2 separate regions of the Hordeum vulgare genome follow, and region 2 is linked to region 1. A link is a contact called in public Hi-C data. All regions are on one chromosome and are shown on one strand. Each heading gives the region's core, a stretch centred on a gene start, on an enhancer-like site or on the middle of the called end of the contact. The rest is flanking DNA. Distances are from core to core; before and after follow the strand shown. Region 1 holds the start of LOC123395806 (auxin-responsive protein IAA30-like). Region 2 holds the start of LOC123451922 (unconventional myosin-XVI-like).

Evidence for each region. A called contact is a pair of places that touch in the nucleus more often than the background predicts.
Region 2: a Hi-C map of leaf shows a contact between it and region 1, with 5 times the contacts expected there. The contact joins the promoter of LOC123451922 here to the promoter of LOC123395806 in region 1. A contact is called at or near these places in 4 of 6 Hi-C or Micro-C datasets (leaf and seedling) and 1 of 1 datasets of contacts at active chromatin or transcription factors (embryo).

The regions. Positions count from the first base shown.
Region 1 is chr5H:44,640,757-44,647,388 of MorexV3_pseudomolecules_assembly, forward strand. LOC123395806 (auxin-responsive protein IAA30-like) reads left to right here and starts at 2,635. Exons shown (of 5, transcript XM_045090839.1): 1 at 2,635-3,160; 2 at 4,310-4,509; 3 at 5,371-5,503; 4 at 5,642-5,703; 5 at 5,815-6,292. The coding sequence starts at 2,835. The coding sequence ends at 5,852.
Region 2 is chr5H:45,196,698-45,203,561 of MorexV3_pseudomolecules_assembly, forward strand. LOC123451922 (unconventional myosin-XVI-like) reads left to right here and starts at 3,051. Exons shown (of 3, transcript XM_045128479.1): 1 at 3,051-3,221; 2 at 3,612-3,847; 3 at 3,942-4,979. The coding sequence starts at 3,668. The coding sequence ends at 4,271.

The DNA of each region.
Region 1 (6,632 bases), core at 1,385-3,884:
TTTTTGCGCAGACTCATGGAGGGAGAATTAATGGTGTGTGATTTAGAAGCATCACATCGAACCCACACGTGTGGTGCGTGCCCCATCCCCCATTGGCCATTGATGGCCGGATTACATGCATGCATGGCTGGTGATCGGTGACCCATCAGCTGACCGATGCATGCGTGCCAACCTAAGTTTGGCCCTGCTCTAAGCCTAAGCTAGTAGGAGTTCTCACTCACCTTCCTCTTGCTTGCAAAAAAATCAACAAGGAGCACCCACCTATTGCACAAAGAAAAAAAGTTAAATCAAATCGCACTTACTACGGAAACGGGCCGGGCAAACGGCGAGAGCGCCGTCGGTTGCGCGGCCCACGGCCCCGCTTCCCTCCCCGGGGCAAAAAGACGGGGGCGCCCGCAGCAGACGGCGCGGGAGCGGAGACACCCCAGCAGGCTCACATGGCGAACCCCTCGCCGTCTACCCGAGCGGTTCCCCGGCCCCACCCGCCCGTGAGACGGGCTACGCATGATTGCGTCGGGTTCGTGCGCGCCCCCTTTTTTGCCGTGCCGCGTTTCTTTTTTTCCCAGCGGAAAATCAGCGGACGTGTCGCACGCGCAGCACTTGCACGTACTCGCCAAGCTCGATTACCTCAGAGAGACAAGCTTCCAAGGTCGATGATTTTGGTGATGAGGTTGTCACGCTTGTGACTTGTCACGGTCTCAAATGGACCAAATATCTTATGGTTGGCAAATTGTACTGCTTTTGTGCGGGTCAGGGTTTTTTTCCCGCCTCCTTCTGTATGGACCTGCCTGCTGCTACGGTTTACGTTGTTTTCTGAATAGAAACCCTTCTTTATCCCGTCATAAAAAAAAAAAAGGCCAAAAAATGCCCCGCGCCAGACGCAGCTACGGGCGGAATGAAGAGCGAGAGAGGAGCATACGGAAAGGAAAAGAGGATATCTATATACATACAAAGACAGTAGAACCCCGCAAAAAAAGAAAAAACATCGATGAAGGTGAGTGGCAGGCACGTGGGACCGGCCCCGACAGGCGGACCCACCATCCCTGGCGAGCGATCGCGCGTGGTGGTCCCGGCCGGCGGTCATTCTCGCGCGTGGGGGTCACGGTCGCAACAGCGCATGCGGTCTCTTGGCCTCCAGCTAGCCTAGCAACACCAAAGCCCCACGTGACCCCACCTTTTCCTATTTCCCGCTGCCTTCTTTTTTTCCTTTTTCTTTTATTATCGTGGTTTCGTTTCGGTGGTCGACCAGCAAACCGAGCTGCACTAATACGCGCTTAATTGTTACTTTGCCTTTTGCTTTGTTAAGATTTCGGTCGATGATAATTGTTTTCAACGCGTTTAAATTTTGCTAAAAAAAATTATGCTTTTCTAGAGACTGGTAAAGCAACTTTCTGATTTTGCCCACATATTGCAGGCCAAAATTTAGCATGAAAGCAGAGCCCGTTCTACGAACCTATGCCCTCGCGTATCATTGCTCCTCAAAACCCTCTCGAGTTAAATCCATGTGGCCTCGCTCATTCATGGAATTCGTTAAAAAAAAATGTACCTAATAAGTTGCGATAACCATGAAACTTTTCGTGAGAGAGGGTCAAGCGGGCAAGTGAAACCCTAGCTGCCACCCCCACCTATACTCTTCCTTTTGTCGTCCCTAGGGTGTGTCGTCAACGACGCGAGGATGTTGCTACGCCTGTTATGGAGAAGTTGTTCGGTGGATGTGGGTTTGCGATGAAGATGAGCGATTATGGTGCAATCTATGGGAGGTCACGCTTGATGGCGGTGCTGGTGATCCAGCGTGATGATCTTCAGTGCCGGACCGACCTGGCTCAGACATCGAAGAAGATGGTGTCGAGGCATGGTCTTGGACGGTGGCAATCTCCACATCAGGCCCCCATCCGGCGTGTAACGGCATGGGCGATTCATCTCAAGTTTTCTTTACGAAGTTTTCATGTCTGGTTTGGGCCGACGATGCCGTTGCATTTGCCCAACGTAAAAATATTGCCCTTCCCACACTTGTCCCGTTTCATTGATGTGCTTATGGCGGGTGTGTGATGTAGATATTGATAATCTAGTCCTTTTTTGTAATCTAGTTATTTTTAATTAGTTTTTTCGTATGTGTTATACCTTATTTGTCTAATCAGCTATTTTCTTAGTTTATATATATTCTTCACCGCAAATTATGTAAAAAAATAACACAATAAAGTGTTAATATACATGCGCATACGAACAAACACATGCAAATCCTATCTTTATGAGCTCTTCTAAGAGACTGAGCCGACATATGTTCTTGAGATTTACGAAGTCATCATAGGCACCTCGTCCTTGACGAAGACGTCTCCTCTGAGTGAAAGCACATCGTCGAAAATACTGAAATAAATTCAGAAATAAATGTGAACATCAGGACTTAAATTCTGATGGACTAGAAATATTACAGTCCCTCTAACCATGCCACGAAACATAGTTTGGTCAGATTATAAAATAAGTTGGCATATAATATTTCATTACTAGCAAACCGAGTGTAGGCGCCTAAACAAATGAATATAGCTCTAGAAAAAAAAAAGTAAAAAATATTAGCAGAGGGGCAAGGCGCAAAAGAGGCTGGCCATGCATTATCATGGCCCTATTATTCTACACGGCCACACCAACACCCTCACTGCCATTATTATTTCTGCCTGCCCCCCTCCCTCCTCTGCCTCTTTGTCTATTTCCATCTGCATTTGCATCGCTCGCCTCTCAAAACAGCCAAACCGAACCCCAAAAGCTCGCCGGGAAACGCAGAGAAAGGAACCGAAGCAAACCCAGCAGCAGAAGGGAGGGGCTGAGCCAGGCAGCTAGCAATGGCGGCGGACCTGGGCTTCGAGGCGACCGAGCTGCGGCTCGGCCTGCCCGGCGGCGGCGAGGGGGAGGCCAGGAGCTCCTCCGGCAAGAGGGGCTTCGCCGAGACCATCGACCTGAAGCTGAAGCTGGAGCCGGCCGGCGAGGAGGCGCCGGCGGCGGAGGACCGGTCCGACGTGGCCGTGGTCGCCGCGGCGGCGGCGGAGGAGGAGCACGAGAAGGCGGCGGCGGACGCCTGCGTGGGGAAGATGAAGAGGTCGCCCAGCCAGAGCAGCGTCGTCACCACCGCCGCGCTCCCCGACCCCGCCGAGAAGCCGCGCGCGCCCAAGTACGTGCATCCCCATCCCCATCTCCATCTCCATCTCTCACCTCTAGACTCTAGTCCGCTCTGCATGCTCACGCATGCAGCTCAGCTCCCGTCTTCTTCGCGTAAGCTCTCTTCGTAACGCAAGCTTTCTTCAGAAAACAAAACACAAAACACCATCAAAAACATCTTGATTAACGGGTAGTTGATGGCATGGATCACTGATCTACGAGTAGCTTGTACTACTAGTCCACGCATGTTCAGTCACGGTTGGTCAGTCAAGGCAAGGCCGGGCCGGTGATCATCATTCAGATCGAGCACCGATCATGGACGAGAAACAGAGACGAGATGATGATGGATGGGTGAGATCTACGGAGAGATTCATCCGTCCATCTGCACTTCTAGCACAGGCAGAGAGACAGCAGCATGTTACGTGTGGGGCAGTGGGGGACAGTGCCTAGTGCCGACACGATAAAAGAAACCCACGCACACTGCACTGCTGCCCTGCCCCTCGCGGACGCACGGTTTACTTTTTTTGTCCACTCGTCGCCATCATCCCCATATCACTCGTATCCTGTCCTCACGCTACTACTCCTACACAATGGCATGGCATGGCATGGCATGGAGAAAGATAATAAGATTGTAATGTTATTGCCCATACTGCCCCTCCCGGCCATGGCATGAACATGGAGATATGGCATGGCCCCACCCTTGTTGTTGGGCTCGGCGTTCTAGATCTATCTGCCCCCCTTGTCTTGATCCCCTCCCTCTTGTACAAATCAAGCTGGAGCTTATTGCATTCCATATATATTCTGTAGCACTTTAGTAGATTGTGGGAGTATGAAGAAAAAAGGCAGGTAAAAAGTAACCAACATGTAATGCTGTAGTTTTTGTTCATGCTGAGTAAACAGTTGAAAATGTGCTGTGGGGATGTATGTGCATATATGTGCCATGTGTGGGTAGCAAAAACGAGAGGGCAAAGGTTGCATGCATGTCATGAGTTACCACAGAAGTTTTCATTTGAAGAGAAGCGGAAACAAAATGGATCTGGATTTATATATATCTGCACCTCTTGGATCATGAAAGAACTCATGCATGTATGTATGTATGTTAGTTAGTTTAACATAACATTTTAAAACTAACCAAATCGTTTGTGTGGTTAATTTTCTCCAGGGCGCAGGTGGTGGGGTGGCCTCCGGTCCGGTCGTTCCGGAAGAACATCCTGGCGGAGAAGTCGTCGCCGGCGGCTGCGGCGTTCGTCAAGGTGAGCATGGACGGCGCGCCTTACCTGCGCAAGGTGGACCTCAGCATGTACAAGACCTACCAGGACCTCTCCAAGGCCCTCGAGAAGATGTTCAGCTCCTTCACCATCGGTATGCATGCCATGCATCTTCTCTACTACATATCTCTACCATAATACTACTAGCTAGATCAGCCGTAACATTTCTGTTTATAACTAGGCCACCAAGATATAGTATGCATATATTTCTACCCTACTCGGCATGTTTGGAACACCGATATTTCTACCCTACACTTTATATATATTTCTACCCTAGTCCCAATTATTCATAACAAGATTGCTGTCTATCTAGTTTATTTTTCTATATCTATCTAGCTGTAGTGTTCCTGAACTTTTATACACAAGGAAGATCATAACATATTTATAAAGTCACTGGCTATATATAGTACATGCATGCATGACTTGCATACATGATTGCACTTCCATTTGCATGTGTGGTGGTGGTCACCATGTGGTTTTGCCAGGGGTGCATGATTTGCATCGATCCTATTCCTTGGTAGGTGTCTTCCCTGTCTGTGGCATAATGTCCTTGTCTCTCTACCATATGTACGTACACACAGCTAGCTACCTCATTATCATGCATGGCATCTGCTCACTCAGCTAGCTATCTTTGGTTGGTTCATGATTAGCATGAGTCGTTGTAACTTGATACCCAGTAAGCAATAATCCAGCATGCTGGAGCGTGCATCTTAAAGAAAAGATGCAACCAATAGTTGGTTCCTTGAATAAGCAAACAACTATTGGTTTTTCTCTGTTGTGGTGATTGTAGATTTGCGGCCTGTTGATTTGATACGGAACTTTATTCGGCACTTCCCGTTGTTAACTAGACCGTAACAACTGCTCTGAACTACAGAAGCACCTATGTATTTTCCAAATTACAGTTGGTGTTCTGGAATTGGATATTAATCCCAGTGTACGTGTTGTCACATTTCAGGAAACTGTGGAACTCAAGGGATGAACGGCATGAACGAGAGCAAGCTGATGGATCTGCTCAACGGATCCGAGTACGTTCCAACGTACGAGGACAAGGACGGCGACTGGATGCTCGTCGGGGACGTCCCGTGGGAGTGAGCGCTGCATCCTTGATATATTCTCCATATGCATAATGCTCCATTTGCGTATTTGATTTCAAACATCTGGAGCGGTACCCTGAATCTTTGATGAGCGATGGTCTGATGTAACGCTCCATTTTTCTAAAATTTCAGGATGTTCGTTGAGTCATGCAAGCGCCTTCGGATAATGAAAGGATCAGAAGCTATTGGCCTTGGTCAGTACATCTCTCTTAAGTTTCAGATCAGCAGATGAAATGTTTTTTTTCTTTCTAGAGGTTTTGGCCGACTTTTTGTTTTGATTGTGACATTGTTTTGAATTGTTTCAGCACCAAGGGCGATGGAGAAATGCAAGAACAGGAGCTGAGGGGAGGATGTACTAAATGTTATGCAAGAATCAAAATACCTATAACCTTGCTTGCTCATCCCTGTATCATATTCTCTGTCCTAAGTCTAAGTCTGTATCTCCTGATCAGTGAAGTCATTTTGGGTTGTGATCTTCTCTTTTCCAGTCAGTCAGTCCCAAGTCTCATCTTGTTATATACATAAGAAAGAAGAAGCCAAGAACATGTGAGATGTATCTGTACCTGTCTGCCACATAATTGTGTCTTTTCTTTTTGCTCTGCTTGTTCTTCCTTTTTTTTTCTCTCTCTCTCTCTCTCTTCTTATGTCTCTTCCTGGCACAAAATGCAAAGGCACCCTATTTTTCCTCTTGCGGTTTGTCCATCAAAAGTTGTTTAATTATCAGCATGGTGTGAACAAATACTTATTGCAAGTTGTCAAATGTTAATTGTATTGTATTATGAAGTTTGCATGGTGTGCTTCCTTTTGACATGATTCACTTTGGTGTTGTGAACTTACAATGGTGTTCCACTGAAGAACACATGAGATGACTCAATGGTAGAGCAGAGATGCTTTGCTCTGTGATGCATTGTCGACATACAAATCAATGTGTGTGTGTGTGTGTGTCAACATGGCTGTCCATGTTTCTTTTATATGTGTGAGCCAACTGGGAGGGGAAAGACACACAGAGGCATGCCATGTGCACACCTTGATTGTATAATGCCAATCACTAGCCCTCACTAGTATTATGAGGCATCACACTTTGCTGCATCTTTTGCTGTCATGTAGTAGTGCTAGTATTATT
Region 2 (6,864 bases), core at 1,801-4,300, 560 kb after region 1:
ATCATCTACTTACTACTTCCCAATGCCTTCCTCTAGGCCCAAATAATGGTGAAGTGTTATGTAGTCGACGTTCACATAACATCACTAGAGGAAAAACAACATACAACACATCAAAATATCGAATGAATACCAAATTCACATGACTACTTATAGCATGACTTATCCCATGTCCCGAGGAACAAAAGTAACTACTCACAAAGCATAATCATATTCATGACCATAGATGTAATGAGTAGCATAAAGGATCTGAACATAAACTCTTCCACCAAGTAATCCAACTAGCATCAACTACAAAGAGTAATTAACACTACTAGCAACCTTACAAGTACCAATCGGAGTCGTGAGACGGAGATTGGTTACAAGTGATGAACTAGGGTTTGGAGATGAGATGGTGCTGATGAATATGTTGATGGTGATGAGTCCCCTCCGATGAGAGGAGTGGTGGTGATGATGATGGCGACGATTTCCCCCTCCGGGAGGGAAGTTTCCCCGACAGGATCGTCATGCCGGAGCTCTAGATTGGTTCTGCTCAAGTTCCGCCTCGTGGCGGCGGCGAATCCTCCGAAAAGCCTCCTCCTGAATTTTTTCGGAACGAAACCCTTCATATAGCAGAAGAGGGGGGCAGTGGGCCAACAGGGAGCCCACAAGCCCCCTAGGCGTGGCCAGGGGGTGGCCGCGCCTAGCAGGCTTGTGGCCACCTGCTGGCGCCCCTTTGGCACTTCTTCGGCCCAGTATTTTTTTATATTCCCAAAAAAATCCACGTTGATTTTCATAGCTTTTGGAGTCGCGCAGAATAGGCATCTCAAACTTTCTCCTTTTTCAGGCTAGAATTCCAGCTGCCGGCATTCTCCCTCTTCATGTAAACCTTGCAAAATAAGAGAGAAAAGGCATAAGTATTGTGCCGTGAAGTGAAATAACAGCCCAAGAAGTGATAAATATCAACATGAAAGCATGATGCAAAATGGACGTATCATTCTACGACATCTATTACCTTTTGGAGGGTGGTGCCTCCTAGATTGGTTAGGTGTTGCTTGGGAGCCTCCTACTTCATGTTGTGGAGTTGAACAAAGAAGTTTGTACGAGAAAGGAGATCGCCTACTTCGTGAGGCCATGAGTCAGGTTAGTCATGTGTGGACGTAAGCGATGGTGGAATAGAAAAGGCCGGTTCTTCATGGACCCCTTGTGGGTGGAGCCCTCCGTCGACTCTCGCAGCCGTTATCATGCGTGGGTTGAAGTCTCCACTAACGTGGACGTACGATAGGACCATCTATCGGAACCACGTCAAAAATCGTCGTGTCAACCTTTGTGTTTGACCTTTCTCCCCTACCCTCTACATTACATTTGCATGTCTTTACATTCCGATGCTACACTCTTAGATATACATATGTAGGGTGAACTTGACTAGTCACATTTGGTAAAACTGGCCCACAACTAAAATTGAGAAAAGGCTAAGTTTTTAGTTGGTCAAGTAATCTAATCACCCCCTCTATGCATACTTCGGATCCTAAAAATTGTGATAAGAGGATAAGCCAAACTTTCTGAGGGCATCCTCCTTGCACTTGAAATACTTATCGTACGCCACCCCCCCCCCCTCTCACATAGAATTGAACACATGCCTAGCCATCTGGAAACGGTGCCAGAATATCTCGTGTTTGAAGAGTGGGTCATCGGACTCGAAGTAGTCCTTCTAGAGTAGGCAATGGCCACTCTCTCTGTTACAATTCAATGCATGAGTATGCCCCAGGATCGAGCCCCTAAATATCGTCCACTGCCTACTAATATGGTCATGACGACCAAAGTAACAACCACAATCTCCTCATTGTCGTCCGCCGAATCATCCGAATCACAAAATGAAATTGTTCAAATAGTACTTATCGCCACTATCCATTTGTACTTCGCGGGCAAAACATCAAACACCGTGCGGGCGTGGGCGAAGAAGTTGGTCGATGAACCCGTGCCTCATGAGATCACGCAGCAGGCCTACGAGTATGGAGGCAATCTTGGAAACGACGAGGGAGCGAGGTGGCCGTGCTTGGAACTTTGCTCATGATGGCAGAGGCGAGATGGTGTCATGGACGTTGGGGTGCTTTGGTGGCGGCGAAAGCCGGCCACCAGCACCGGCAAGAACTACGGCAAAAACCGCCCAACAACGTTGGCAACGACGCTCGGGGGCACGGGCAGCAGTTGGACGTCAGGACTGGCCGACGGTGGGGAGGGAGGGTGGGTGGGGTGTAATGGCTAGCGATGGAAAAGGAAAGAAATGGCTGTTGTGCCACCGATTGACGGACGAGGGAGGTAAGGATGGGTGTCGCGAGCGTCCTCTCCATATCCGCGCGGACGGAAACCGATCCAAATTTAGATCCAATTACGAACAAAAAAACAGACGCTCATCGATTTGTATCGACCCATTGGATTGAGATTTATGTCTATTTCAATCAAACACACAAGCGTAGGCACATTTCTCTTGTAAGCACACCCCATATGACGAGGATTGCTACGGTGTCATCATTTTAGATCCAAGATGGCAGTACTACGCTACAAAGATAAGACCACTGCAGAGGAGCCCTGTTTACACGGATTCAAATTATTTCAAGATAATTGGGAGACAGCTTAGAATTCAAGAGCAAGTACACAAGTAAACGAGGGGTGGTGGAGTGGAGTACAGCCCAAATCATTCAAAGAAACACGAAAACCAGCCCCTTTATACATAAACAAAAAAAAAATAAACTGAAAGAAAAGGTGGCCTCCATGACCAATCCAGGAAGAAAAAGGTCCCATCTTTTTTAATGCTTCAATTATGGCAGCAGTTTTGCCGTGCAGGCCAAAATTATTTCCTCCTCTCGCCCCCTACCAGCTTTTGCTCAACCTGCCTCCCACATGCAATTATTAATAAATATCTCCCCATTTTTTCTACCATCAAGGATTCCCTTCTTTATATGGAGTATCAAAGAAAAGAAGAAGGAAAAAGAAAAACAATATTTGCCACTTGCTACGGGTAAGCTGTCCCCGTGTGGTTCCCCATTCGCTGGCTATTTAAGGCCTCCCATCCCCTCCTTCCCTTTCCTTCCTCCCATCGGCACGCCCATCCCGCTCCTCTCATAATCTTGAGATTTTCTTCTTTTGTTTTATTTTTCTTTCTTGGTAGGAGTAACAATAGTTTTGGCTCTCCTCCTTTCTCTCTCCCTGTATCCAAGGAGAGAAATCCAGAGGCGAAGCTTCAGGTGAACATCAACCTTCATCTCTCTATTTACCTCTCTCTCTCTCTCGATTGTTTCTCATCTTCTGTTGGGGATCCGTGGTGTGTAGTCTGGGGTAGAGGTGAGGTTCGTTCCTTTTTTGTTTTCTTGATAGATTTTTTTACAGATCCTGGGAAACCACCACATGTTCTTGCAAAAAAGAGAGGGGAAAACCGAGGGGATTTGTTCATCTGTGACAAATCTTGTGGAAAGTTCCGGTTCATTTTGATTTCTTTCTCTGTGGGTGGCAAAAAGATACTAGTGGTATCAGATTTGTTAGCAGTTTTTCTGCGTGTCTCGTTTCATGCAAATTTTGTTGTGAAGATTCAACTTGGAACTGAGCAGTTTCTTTGGCTGTTGTTCTTGTTCTTGCAGGGTTTGTAAATTTTCCGGATCTAATCAACTAACCCAAAAAAGCAAAAAAAGAAACCATGAGCCACTTCGCCGCCATGAAGAGCCCCGTCCCGGTCGCCGCCGCCGCCGCCACCGACGCGAAGAGCCCACTCTTCTGCCCCAAGCCGCGCCGCCCGGTCGCACCCCTCCGGTGCCACCAGAGCAGCAACTCCGACGCGGGCGCCGGCATGGATCTGCTCGACCTACTCCTGTCAAAGGTGAGTTCTTTCTCTGCCTCGGCCCAAGATCCATGAGTTTTTCGCGTGGCTTTCTTCCAACGGGTCGCTGATGTTTCTGCTCCGGCTTTTGCAGGGCGACGAGAGCAATCTTTCGGCGGCGTCCCCGCAGCCGCCTCTGTTCTGCGGCTCGCCTCCGCGGCGGGCCTCGAACCCGGTGGTGCACGACAGCCGGTTCGGCATGGACTGTCCGTCCAGTCCCCTGCCGTGGTGGCCGGTGATGTCGCCAGCCACCCCAGCGCCGGTGGTGGTCCGTCCTACCCCACGCCCGGCGGGACCGCCGATGTCGCCCCGTTCCGCAGCAGGGTGCGCTCGCGTGTTCCAGCCAGCCGTCCGCGTTGAGGGTTTTGACTGCCTCGACGGCGGCCGTAGCGGCCGTGGCCATGGCATCGCCGCCATGGTCTAGATGCACATACAACATCGAATAACCAGGAAATCTTCTCCCCTCGGTAGTGGCAAAAAGCTTTGGAGGGAGAGAGATGAGAGTGAGGAGATGAGTGAGAGGAGCAAGCTTAAGTCCGAAATTTAACCCCTAAAAACTATATAATCCATCAATCAAATCCCATAAGTATAATGAGTCTAGGTAATTTTACCACAAATCTTTTTGTATGTAAATAAATTTCAGGTTCAGATGCAGGTGCCCTTCTTGTAAATTTGGGAGCTCTAGTTTGGGGGGATGGGGTAGAAATCTAGAGGGTTGGATGAGGGACACAGAGGGCACAAGAAACACAAAAGTTTAGCCCTCTTGTATGAATCAATTTTTTCATGAGTCCCTTTGCCTTCCTTGTGGATTAGTCAATTCAATTAGGTTGGAGGGAGGGGTTGGGAATTAGTTAGGTACCTGTCCTAGTTCATCTGTCATCATGCTTATTTTTGGTTTATGATGGAATTGTTTTTGTCCATGCAACCAAGAAATCCATGGCCAAGCAAAGGCCATGGAGATGTGTACAAAAGAGTGGCCACAAGAAGAGAAGAGAAGTGAAGAGAGAGCAGCTAGGTTTTAAGTCAAGTCAATGAGTGAGTTGTGTGAGAGGCATGAATGAATGATGTATCGTTTTCTCTGTATATGTAATATATCGTTTCATTGAAGCAATATGTGTAATATCTCACGCCATGATTATCGCCAGCCCTTGTGGTACCTTTCATTTTTGGATTTTTTTCTCACCTCTCAATCTCTTGGTGGTTGGTTGGTTGAATTGTATGTGTAGCCCCCATCACAACACATGGTTTCCATGTGCCCAAGCAACACGTAGGCGATAAGGATGGTGACTAGCCAATGACTCATGCTGAAGAGCCTGCCTGAGAGGCTGATAATCTCAACCTGGCTCATGTGGATTTGAAGGGCCGAAAATAAAATACACAATGTCTTTTTGGCCTTCTACCCATATGTCCTTTTCTTTGAGATGTAGATGTACTACCACTGAATCTTTTGAGTTTGAATCCACTGGATTTATTGTGTCAGTCAATCAATCCACCAAATTGTTGACGCAGATGCTCTGCCTGCTCCAACGGTGAACAAGCTGTACTATTTACCACCAGTAAAATACAGGAAGGAAAAAAGCAGCACACGTTGTTATCTTTACCACCTGCTGCGAGTCAAAACCCACATGCTTTGTGGCGTCTTGTGCCTGCCACAAGGTGAGACGTAGATGCAGTGATGATCTCACCTCAAAAGGCGTGAAGCCGAGAAGGAAAAGGAGACAGGGGGATGGATGGATGCGAGCAACGGGCATGGCAACTTGAGTGCGCTTGAGGACAGATTCAAACGTAGGGTTTCACTGGAAATAAAGTAATCTTTGTTTGGATCTCAGGCCATGTCTTTTCAAAAGGGAGAATATATAGTAGACCGTCAAGATGCTTGGGAAATTTTGTTTATGCCTCACCATTACTCAAATACAAAAATTAAAGGAGATGAAAACTCATTGACACGTATATTTTTGAACTTTTTTCTGTCTGTTTACTCTTCCCAGTTACTGCTAGTCTGATTTTTCCTCGCCATGTTTAAAGTAGGACACAGCATAAGATCCCGACTCTTGATAGCTACATTTTGCGCCCTAGTAGTTTTGTCAAATTGGTTGTCAACCTCACACTTTCGGCTGGAATTGGAGCACAATCAGTGGAGCAAGAACTAACCTAAAAGCACATGTCGACCCCACCCGTCAGTGCTGGTCTCTCCTTTTCAACAAAACAAGATTGTTTTTGCTTTGAAAATGCATGATGACCGTTCAGCCGTCCAACTGGCAAGCTCCAATGCGGGAGCAAAGGAAAAGGACTGCTACCCACACATCTGTATCAGTCCTCCTTTGATTTAGACGGTTGAGAAATTATAGGAATAGAGATGTCAGGGAAAATGAGATGACATGTATCTCAAATTCAATGAGTAAGAATGAAAAAAAGATGTTCCTTGATTCACATCATAGGATTTTATTTTTTTCATTGAGTCTAAACCAATGTCTATTTTCCTTTGAAGAATTCCTTCATAGGAATAAGATAAGCATTCTATGAAATTCCTCCAAACCAAAGGGGCCTAAAGGGCTCTAAAGGAATTTCTTCTATAAAACCCCTATCTTATGGAATTCTACTCCAAACCAAAGGGCTCTAAAGAAATTTCTCCAACAAAAATCATATCCTGTAGGATTCTATAAAATTCCTCCAAACCAAAGGAGGCCTTACTCCCTCCGGTCTTTTTTAATCTACATATAAGACTTTTCTTAAGATAAACTTCATAAAGTTTGGCTTATTTATATGAAAAATATCAACATCTATACAATACTAAAGTTAGAAGAAATGCATTTTAAATTCATGACGCATCACCGCGCATCCCTTGGCTAGTGGAACAGAAGACACTCAGTTAGGGTTCCCTTGCCTTCCGTCGGCGTTACCGTCGGTCTGCCTCATCCCCTTGTGTTCCTAGGACCATGGAGGTGCGGTGGATCTCGACCCTTCCTCGCGGGACGGCTCCGTTTTTGATGTTTTTTTGAATTTTGTTAGGGTTTGTG